Linked DNA regions of Anser cygnoides: region 2 is linked to region 1. Evidence: chromatin contacts called from public Hi-C data. All regions are on one chromosome and are shown on one strand. Each heading gives the region's core, a stretch centred on a gene start, on an enhancer-like site or on the middle of the called end of the contact. The rest is flanking DNA. Distances are from core to core; before and after follow the strand shown. Region 1 overlaps RPA1 (replication protein A1). Region 2 overlaps SMG6 (SMG6 nonsense mediated mRNA decay factor).

Region 1 (3,911 bases), core at 566-3,065:
CCTGTAAAGTACTGAGGAAGGGGAGCAGACAGTATGGGTTCCATAGGAGTAGTGCGTGCTGACCCAAAGCCTTGCAAGGCAGCATGAAATCAGACTTTGACCAACTCTACTTTGAGTGACTAGCTGAGAGAACAGTATTTATTTATTTATTTATAGTAGGGTTTTTCCACTTTATGGAATCTGATGCATACTCTGTTAGTATGTACTGGAGGAACTGTTGACTTCTTACAGTGTCTCTTCCTTATCAGATATTTTTCAGATAGCAAAATAGTTTCGGATAGTTTTGCTGTTGTCAGGAAAACAAAATGACTTCTTAGTGCTTCATTACTGCTTCTGGTGTAGGTAGTTGCTAAATTGTCCGCTGTAGCTACTAGCACAGTGAGACGTGGTGTATGTGCTAATGGGGTGAAGTCCCTACAGCATCGGGTTTTGTGAATCCTGGGTTCGCGTTCTGGCTAAATCCTTCAAACGCGGATAAAACGTTTGTGTTAGCATTCTCCATTTGTCAGATTGAGCAGTGCTTCAGTACTTCAGAGGGTTGTTGAAGATGAAATTGATTGTGGGTCTTAGCTATTGCTGTCATATTTTAATTATGCTCAGTTTCTGAGTCCTTTTGGTGTGTTTCTTAAATCACAAAAAACGCCGGAATGGGATGATAGTACAATCTTTTTCTGAAAAGGAGTGCTTTCTTACTTTAACACAGGAGGCATAATTTGTTCAATGCTATTTGCTTTTTTCTTTTGAAGCTGCTGCAAAGATAATGGTACCGTGTAATTTAATTTTAATTATGGAAATATCTTGATGCCCTTAAATCTTGTTATCTGCCTGCCTTAAAGAAGCGTGCAGTGCGTGGTTTGACCACTAGCTGGCAAACAAATTGCAGTTATATAGAACAAAGCTGTCCTCCTTTTGTGGGTTTATAAAATACAGTGCTAATTAAGTCAGAGTATTAACTTATTCTGAAATGCTATTTTTGTTTGCAATATACACAAATTACTGTAATTGTTTCCTTTGCAATCATTGATTTTTACAAAAGAAAAAAAAATCCCTCACGTATTAAGTACATGAAACTAAACGTAAGCTTTTGATAAGTCTGCATGGTCTGCTACCCAAAAATAGAAGCGCATCTTTGTGGTTCCAGGTTTGACTCCGAGGGGCAGCTTCTGGAATGCTCCTCGATCTCTGATGTAAGAGGTGGATCAGCATCTGGGGTGAACACCAACTGGAAAACTTTGTTTGAAGCCAAAGCTGAGAACTTGGGACAAGGAGATAAGGTAGAGCATGGCAGCTGAATGCAAGCATTGTGTATTGGAGAGGGGGTAACAAAAAGCTTATTGGGACTGTCACGTTGTTGAGCAATATGTGCTTACTCTGTAACTGTTTTTTAAGAGCAGAATCCAAGTTCATTGCTGATGTTGCAACATGATCCTTTGTTTGCAAGAGAATTCTAAGCCTTGCGTAAATAGTAAAAAATAGTCTACCCCAAAGATATTTGCATCTTTGCAAACATATAAATAGCACGAAGTATTACAGGAGGAACAGGTGCATTAAGAGGAAGTGGTTTTCAAGGGTGCACGCTTGTTCAGTAGAAAAGCTAGGAATAAGACTCACCGCTCTGGCATTCCAGTTCAGTAGCCTCTCTAGGCTTAAACTGCTCCTTGACTTGTTTAAAAACATTTTTGTTTTTCAAACTTAAGTGCTAAGCCTTTCAGGATGCAGAAGAACTTTTATCTAAGGACAAAACTTTACCTGTAATTCAGCTGTTTTCTGTGACATTTCTTGCACATGCTTCTTAATCAACCTCTGTTGATCTGTTGAAAGGCTTGACTGTGGTCTTAAACCATTAGGATGATTATTTTTCCGTGGCGAGTGGGTATTTTTGTTCTGTGGGCTATAGTTTAATCAAACGCTTATCTGCAATACTACACAGTAGGCTTTCTGGTTTTTGTACTGACTCCCAAAAGAAGCACAGGAAAGTGCAGAATCTTAATCCTGTGAAAAAGTAGAGATTTGAACGGACACAATGGAAAAGCAAATATGCTTTATCTGAAGAAAACCTAGCAATCAGAGTTTCCCGCAATGGAAACACAAAATAATCTTGCTGTAGAGACTTTGTTTAACATAATGGAAACCTGGAAATGATTGCAACAGAGGGGTTGATTTACAGTTTCCCAATAATCCATAGCTGTTAAGCTTTCTAATCTTAAATATCCAAGTATGGGTGCCTTGCTTTGTAGTTAATTCAGAATTGGAAAACATTTGAGTGTTTTGAGGCTAATGTTGCACACTCACTCTCCTAGGCGGATTATTTTAGCTGTGTGGGCACAGTAGTACATCTGCGCAAAGAGAACTGTATGTACCAGGCCTGTCCCTCTCAGGATTGCAATAAGAAAGTGATAGACCAACAGAATGGACTGTATCGTTGTGAAAAGTGTGATCGTGAATTCCCCAATTTCAAGTACCGCATGATGCTTCTGGTAAGTACGTGGACTAGAGGAGACCAGTGCTTCTCGTTGACTGCTTTCCCCGGACAGTCCAAGTTGAAATGTTTTGAGACAACGGGGTCTTAGAGTGCTGTTTGTCTGTCTATAAAGTGCCTATGGATTAGAGGATATTTAAATGGCTTGTATGCTGTACCTAGGTGAGGAATGTTTCATTGAGCTGATTAGCAGTTTGTTTTCCTAGTGCTCCAATTAAAAGCTTTTCTCTTTGCCAAAAAGTTGATGCTAGCTGAGTTGATTCTGGTTTCCAAGTGTACTATGCAGTGCAGAGTACAGATGGCCTACGCCTCTTCAGTAGTGAAGATAAACTGAAGTAAAATGGCATTTCTGGAGAGCAGTAATTGCACTTTTACAGCTGCTACCTATATTTAGTACATTTTTTTGTAGGTATTGTTCTGTCTCATGCTTTAATGGAGCAGGCTTCAGAGAGCTGTCTGAGGATTATTGTGATGCCCGCTTATCCCATAAGCATTGAACCTTTTTCTGTTTTACATTATAAATTAGAGTTGTAGCTGCTTCTTAGAAATGCTGTGCCAGGTGGGCATGCAGAGAAAGGGGAACTATCCCTGCAATCTCACTAAAACATACACTGCTTCTGAATAATTTCTAGCAGATAACTTCTAGGAACACACGCACTACTTAACATAGCAGAGCCCTTCTCAGAGAATATAAAGGCAATACTAAAGTTACAATCGTGGCCTTCAGAAGAGTTTGTCTCCTATTTTCACATTCCAAATTGTCAATAGCAGCCTCATATACGAGGCTAGTGCTTGATCTGTTTACTGCTCTGTCTTGTCCTTGAACGTTTTGGTAGTTGTCTCATAGCACAGCACACGTATTTATGCTCAGGTTCTCATGTCTGTACTAAGTAAATGCAGGCTGCAGTCTTGCTGGTGTCACCCTTGGCTGCTGCCATTCTGAGCTACCTGCTCTTGTTCACAGCCCATCAGTGGCAGAGGAAAGGAACTGAATATACATCATTGTGTCACAGGAAAAGACCAACAAGATCATAATAGTAAACAGTGTACTATTGATATTAACTTACTTTAAATGACTGTGACGTTCTATGGAGGTCTTTTAAAAAGTAAAATAATATGTCATTGTCTTCAGCTCGGGTTATGGAAAGTACCGATGGTGCATAAGGCTTTTTAACTGTGAAATAAATCTCTCTCATACTGTTGTACTTAAATATTAGGCAACTGGAGGATATTATTTTTGTTTGCTTTGTTTATTTGTTTGTTTTTGTTGATTTAGGTGACCATTGCAGACTGTCTAGAGTATCAGTGGGTGACTTGCTTCCAAGATACAGCAGAATTCATTCTTGGGCAAAGTGCTGCTCTCCTGGGAGAACTGAAGGAAAAGGTCAGTCAGCTAGCTTATTAAGTCTTTAGTAAATGTCTCGAAGTTGAT
Region 2 (3,911 bases), core at 449-2,948, 190 kb after region 1:
ATCTGCAATAAAAACGTGACACCAAGGGACGTGTGCTGAGCCCTGTTTGTAAGAGATCTTCCCTTAACGTAGCTCGGGGTGTCGTCAGCGTTCTCCGCTATTCCAGAGCAGATCATCTGTGGGGTCAAGCACGAAGGAGGGAGACGACAGGAGAAATTCAGAAAGGTGAGGACAGGAGAGATCTAACCCAAAAAGGCTTAGGAAGGAACGAGGCCGGCAGAGGAGACGTTTGGACAACAGGCTGAGCGGAGGCCGAGCCTTCCAGAAGGCTGACAGCATTATCACAGGCTGCTCTTCGCACTCCTGCTCTCCCAAGCTGCGTCCACCGGCGGGGCAGAGGGCAGCGAGAGGCGGCCAGCGCTCCGCGCGGCTCCCACCGCTGCAGCTGGCTGCCCACGCGCGGGCAGGGCGCTGCCTGGGGAGCTCTTCCGGAGCCTTCGCTCCTACCTGGGTGGTTTCACCCGGGGCACGAAGGCATCTTCGTCTCCGCCGTGCGCCACGCAGCACTGAGGTCTGCTGGGGAGGAAGAGCAGAGCCAAGGACAGAGGAAATGACACAGATTCCAGCAGGTTCCACTCCCTGATCCTCCGGAAGGAAGTTTCTTTCCTAATACCCACCTCCACAGTGGATACGAAGCCTGGCTGGAAGTGGCTCATTCAACAGTGGAAAGAAATAAATATTCCCCGTGGCAGAAATAAAGGGTTTTGGCTGCGGAATACGAGGTGCCATCCCAAAAAGCGTTCAACAGACGGCAGAAAAGGTGGGAGCGGGCCAACTGCAGACAGAGATCAAGGTTAGACCAACAACAAACAACAAAAAAAAAAGCTCAAGAGCAATCACCGTCTGACAGGCTTCGCCCTGCTCTGGGAAATTTCCCAGTCCTGCTGTTAGACGTTTTACTTCCTCTACCAGCGCTGCCAATTCCTGCAGTATTCTCATCTGAAGCGCAAACCCTCCCCGCCCGACAGCGCTCCGCAGCGCCGGGCCCATCGGACCCGCTGCCACGAGCGAGGCCTCACGTGCGGCAGCGGGAGGGGTTTGGTTACACACAAATCCCCGGCTGATCAGCACCAGCAGGAGAGGAAATGAGGAAAAGAGCGAGCGACAGGGGAAGGCGGTTTCTGGATGATTGTACTTGGGTTTAGAGCATGAGAGGCTTGTTGGAACTCGCAGCCTTGCCCCCACCCCGTCCGCAGCCTCTCCGGGAGCGCTGGGATGTAGCGGAGCCTCTCGCACAGGCACGAGGCCCTTGATGTCCTCGTAGCGCTCCCACCTCCGATCCACCAGCACACATTAGCACCAGATGCTCGTTACCGGAAGGAGACCGATGTCGGTGTTTCTCCCCTTCAAGTAACGTTAGGCCCTGCCTTGTCCTTCGCAGTTAAATAAAACCGCCAACACGGTCTAAAAATAAAATTAAGAAAAATTAAAAAAAAAAATAAATTAAAAGTCAACACCAACTTCTGGAAACTCTTACCGAGAGCTTAAGCCTTCGCTTTCTGGGTAGTGACAAAAGGTCAAGCTGTGCTGGAAAGCAACATGTGGGTTCTACACGCCATGCGTGCACGCGCTGCCTCAGCCAGCAGGCTCCCTGAGCTGTACCGAGCTCGGGGAGGCCTCAGCAGAGCGGTGCTGAGCGTCCACGGGGGATCACGAGCCCCAGCAGCGTGCTACAGCGTTTCTGGGCGGATTGCTAGTGCCTGAACTGCAGCTGAGGATTCTTACCGCTGTTTTGAAGTTAAAAAAAAATAAAAAAGAACAGTTTTTTAGAAGTTCAGCGCGAGCAGGGAGGGTGCACAACTGGCAGCAGGCACAAAAGGCAGCGCTAGCTGCATGGCTGAATGTCACGTCTCAAGCCCAGAGAGGCTAGGAGTGTGGTTTTGGTGTTTAACCAGCTTCAACTGCAGCCTGGCACTCTTTTACTTCCTCCGCAGAGGAGGCTTCTCACTGCTGGGGGAAAGAAACCAACCTTACCGCGCGAAACCAAACGGCTAGAGTAAAAATAAAGCCCCGAGGTGGTTTGGTGACCGAGGTCAGATCAGGAGGCGGAGGGTTTGCAGCCTGGGGAAAGCACTCAGAAATACTCACGCTGCCAACCGAGAAAGAGATTACAGAAAAGGAGGCAGGGCAGAGAATTAACGCGAGTCCAGCAGCAAAGAGCCTGAGAAGCCTCTTTCGCACGCTACCAGCTCCCCCGTGCTCAAAACAGTTTGTAAACCGTTTCCTAAACACAAAGGGGAAAAAAAAACCCAGACCCAGTCCTGACCTCCATGAATGAGTAACCAAACCAAACTGCTTCCTGCGAGCTTGCGGGGGTGAGGGCAGGAGGCTGCCCGGGCAGGGCAGAGGGAACTCCACGTTTCTCCCTCTCAAGCACCGCTCTGGGCCTGAAAATTAAGGACTCGACAACTCATGCTGCTTTTGCACGTGGGTGGTGGGCAAAGGAGAGGAATGAGGAGGGGCAGCCTTCAGCTGGCTGCCAGCGCTTGCTGTTCTGGCCCCAAAGAGCCTCCCTCTCCTTTTTGTGCCACGGGGGAGGCTCAGCAGAGGGCTGCAGCACGGCAGAGGTACGAGAGCAGAGCGGCAGGCTGGAGGGGAAGCACTGCCTTCCCCTGACGGCCAGGGCAGGCCGCACCGCGCCAGCCCACAGAGAGGATCGCTCGCGTCAAATACTAGAGAGCACCTAAGCGTGGAGGAGACAAACTTCCTCACTTAACAGCAGCCGCCTTCCTGCGGCAAGGCGCCGACAGGCAGCCTGCCCCAAGGCCCTCTGCAAGACCTCGTGTCGCTCTCCTGCGCCGAGAGAGGCCGAGGGGGCACTCCCTCGCTTCCCGTGTCCCCCCCCCTTTTGGGGACGCACCTACGCCACCGCTCGGGCTCGGCTCAGATGTGGGACAGGCGTGAGAAGCGGCTTCGGCGGGCAGCCCGGCCGCTGGGCATCTCCAGGCACTGCCGGGCTCGTGGCCTCCGTCCCCTCCGCCCTCTGCACGGGAGCACAACGTTGGGTGTAAAATAAAAGCAGGCAAGAGTTAGCACAGGGCTGGGAGCTCCCAGGGCATCAGCAGCAGCAGCCTGAAGGGTGACCCTGCGCGGGAGCAGCAGCGAGGGGAAGGCAGGCAGCGGGTGGCGAGTGCAGAGCCTGCTCCACGGCACCGCCAGGCTTTCGGGCTGCCCAGCTAAAGCGGGAGCACGAACCCCTGGCTGCTCGGACTTGTCTTCCACCCCAGAGGCTCCTAAAATGGCCCTCTGTGAGCGCTCTGCCCACCTGACGCCACGGGCCGCACGCGGAGCCCTGTACTCCTGCCAGCAGGGATTATTCTTAAGAGCCTACATGGAAAGAGAAAGGAGCAGGCACCATCCTTCACTGTCCCGAGGAGCGCCGCCCGGCAGCGAGGACACAGGCTGCCACCAGCAGACCCGGGGACGGGTGCCTCGGATCAGCGAGCTTCCCGAGAGGCCTCGTGTCCACGTGTACGTGTGGCAGAGCAGCTGCTGCTACAGCACGGCGTCAACTCCGCTTTTACCTGTCACTAATTCCTAGTTGGGCGTAACGAAGAAGAGCTACGAGGTGAGAAAAGAGCTGGCAGGGAAGGGTAAATAAACAAACAGGGGTGTTTCTGTGGGTATCTGCCCAGGAAAAGCCGGGCCACGCTCACAGATGCTCGGATCACACCACAACGGCCTCTCGGCAAGCCAAAAGCTCCCAGGGACTGCGGGTATTGGCAGCAGGGAACCCCAGCTCCAAACCCAGGTCCCTGCCACCACCTCGTGTGCCTGGCCCAAGCAGAAGCCAGGCTGATGGGGCAAAACGGCCAAAACCCCCCCGCCAAAACCCCCTAACGGCCTAACAGGAGCTCTGATCCCGCTGCCGCCCTAGAAGCGCTCCCCTCCAGATGCAGAACCCCGAGGAA

What was found. Hi-C and Micro-C count contacts between places; a contact is called where the count stands out from the background.
Region 2: a Hi-C map of liver shows a contact between it and region 1, with 2.1 times the contacts expected there. The contact joins two enhancer-like sites. A contact is called at or near these places in 2 of 7 Hi-C or Micro-C datasets (granulosa cells and liver).

What each region holds. Positions count from the first base shown.
Region 1 is chr18:7,533,941-7,537,851 of Taihu_goose_T2T_genome, forward strand. RPA1 (replication protein A1) reads left to right here. Exons shown (of 17, transcript XM_048067959.2): 13 at 1,142-1,274; 14 at 2,301-2,477; 15 at 3,756-3,863. Among named protein-coding and RNA genes, the nearest start is that of RPA1, 16 kb to the left of the region's middle. Within about 2 kb of position 1,816, at least 1 of the 3 cell types and tissues checked has open chromatin away from gene starts, as enhancers often do. A contact at or near this core is called in liver, where this site is marked.
Region 2 is chr18:7,724,858-7,728,768 of Taihu_goose_T2T_genome, forward strand. The region is part of intron 9 of SMG6 (SMG6 nonsense mediated mRNA decay factor); the gene reads right to left. Among named protein-coding and RNA genes, the nearest start is that of SMG6, 16 kb to the right of the region's middle. Within about 2 kb of position 1,699, at least 2 of the 3 cell types and tissues checked have open chromatin away from gene starts, as enhancers often do. A contact at or near this core is called in liver, where this site is marked.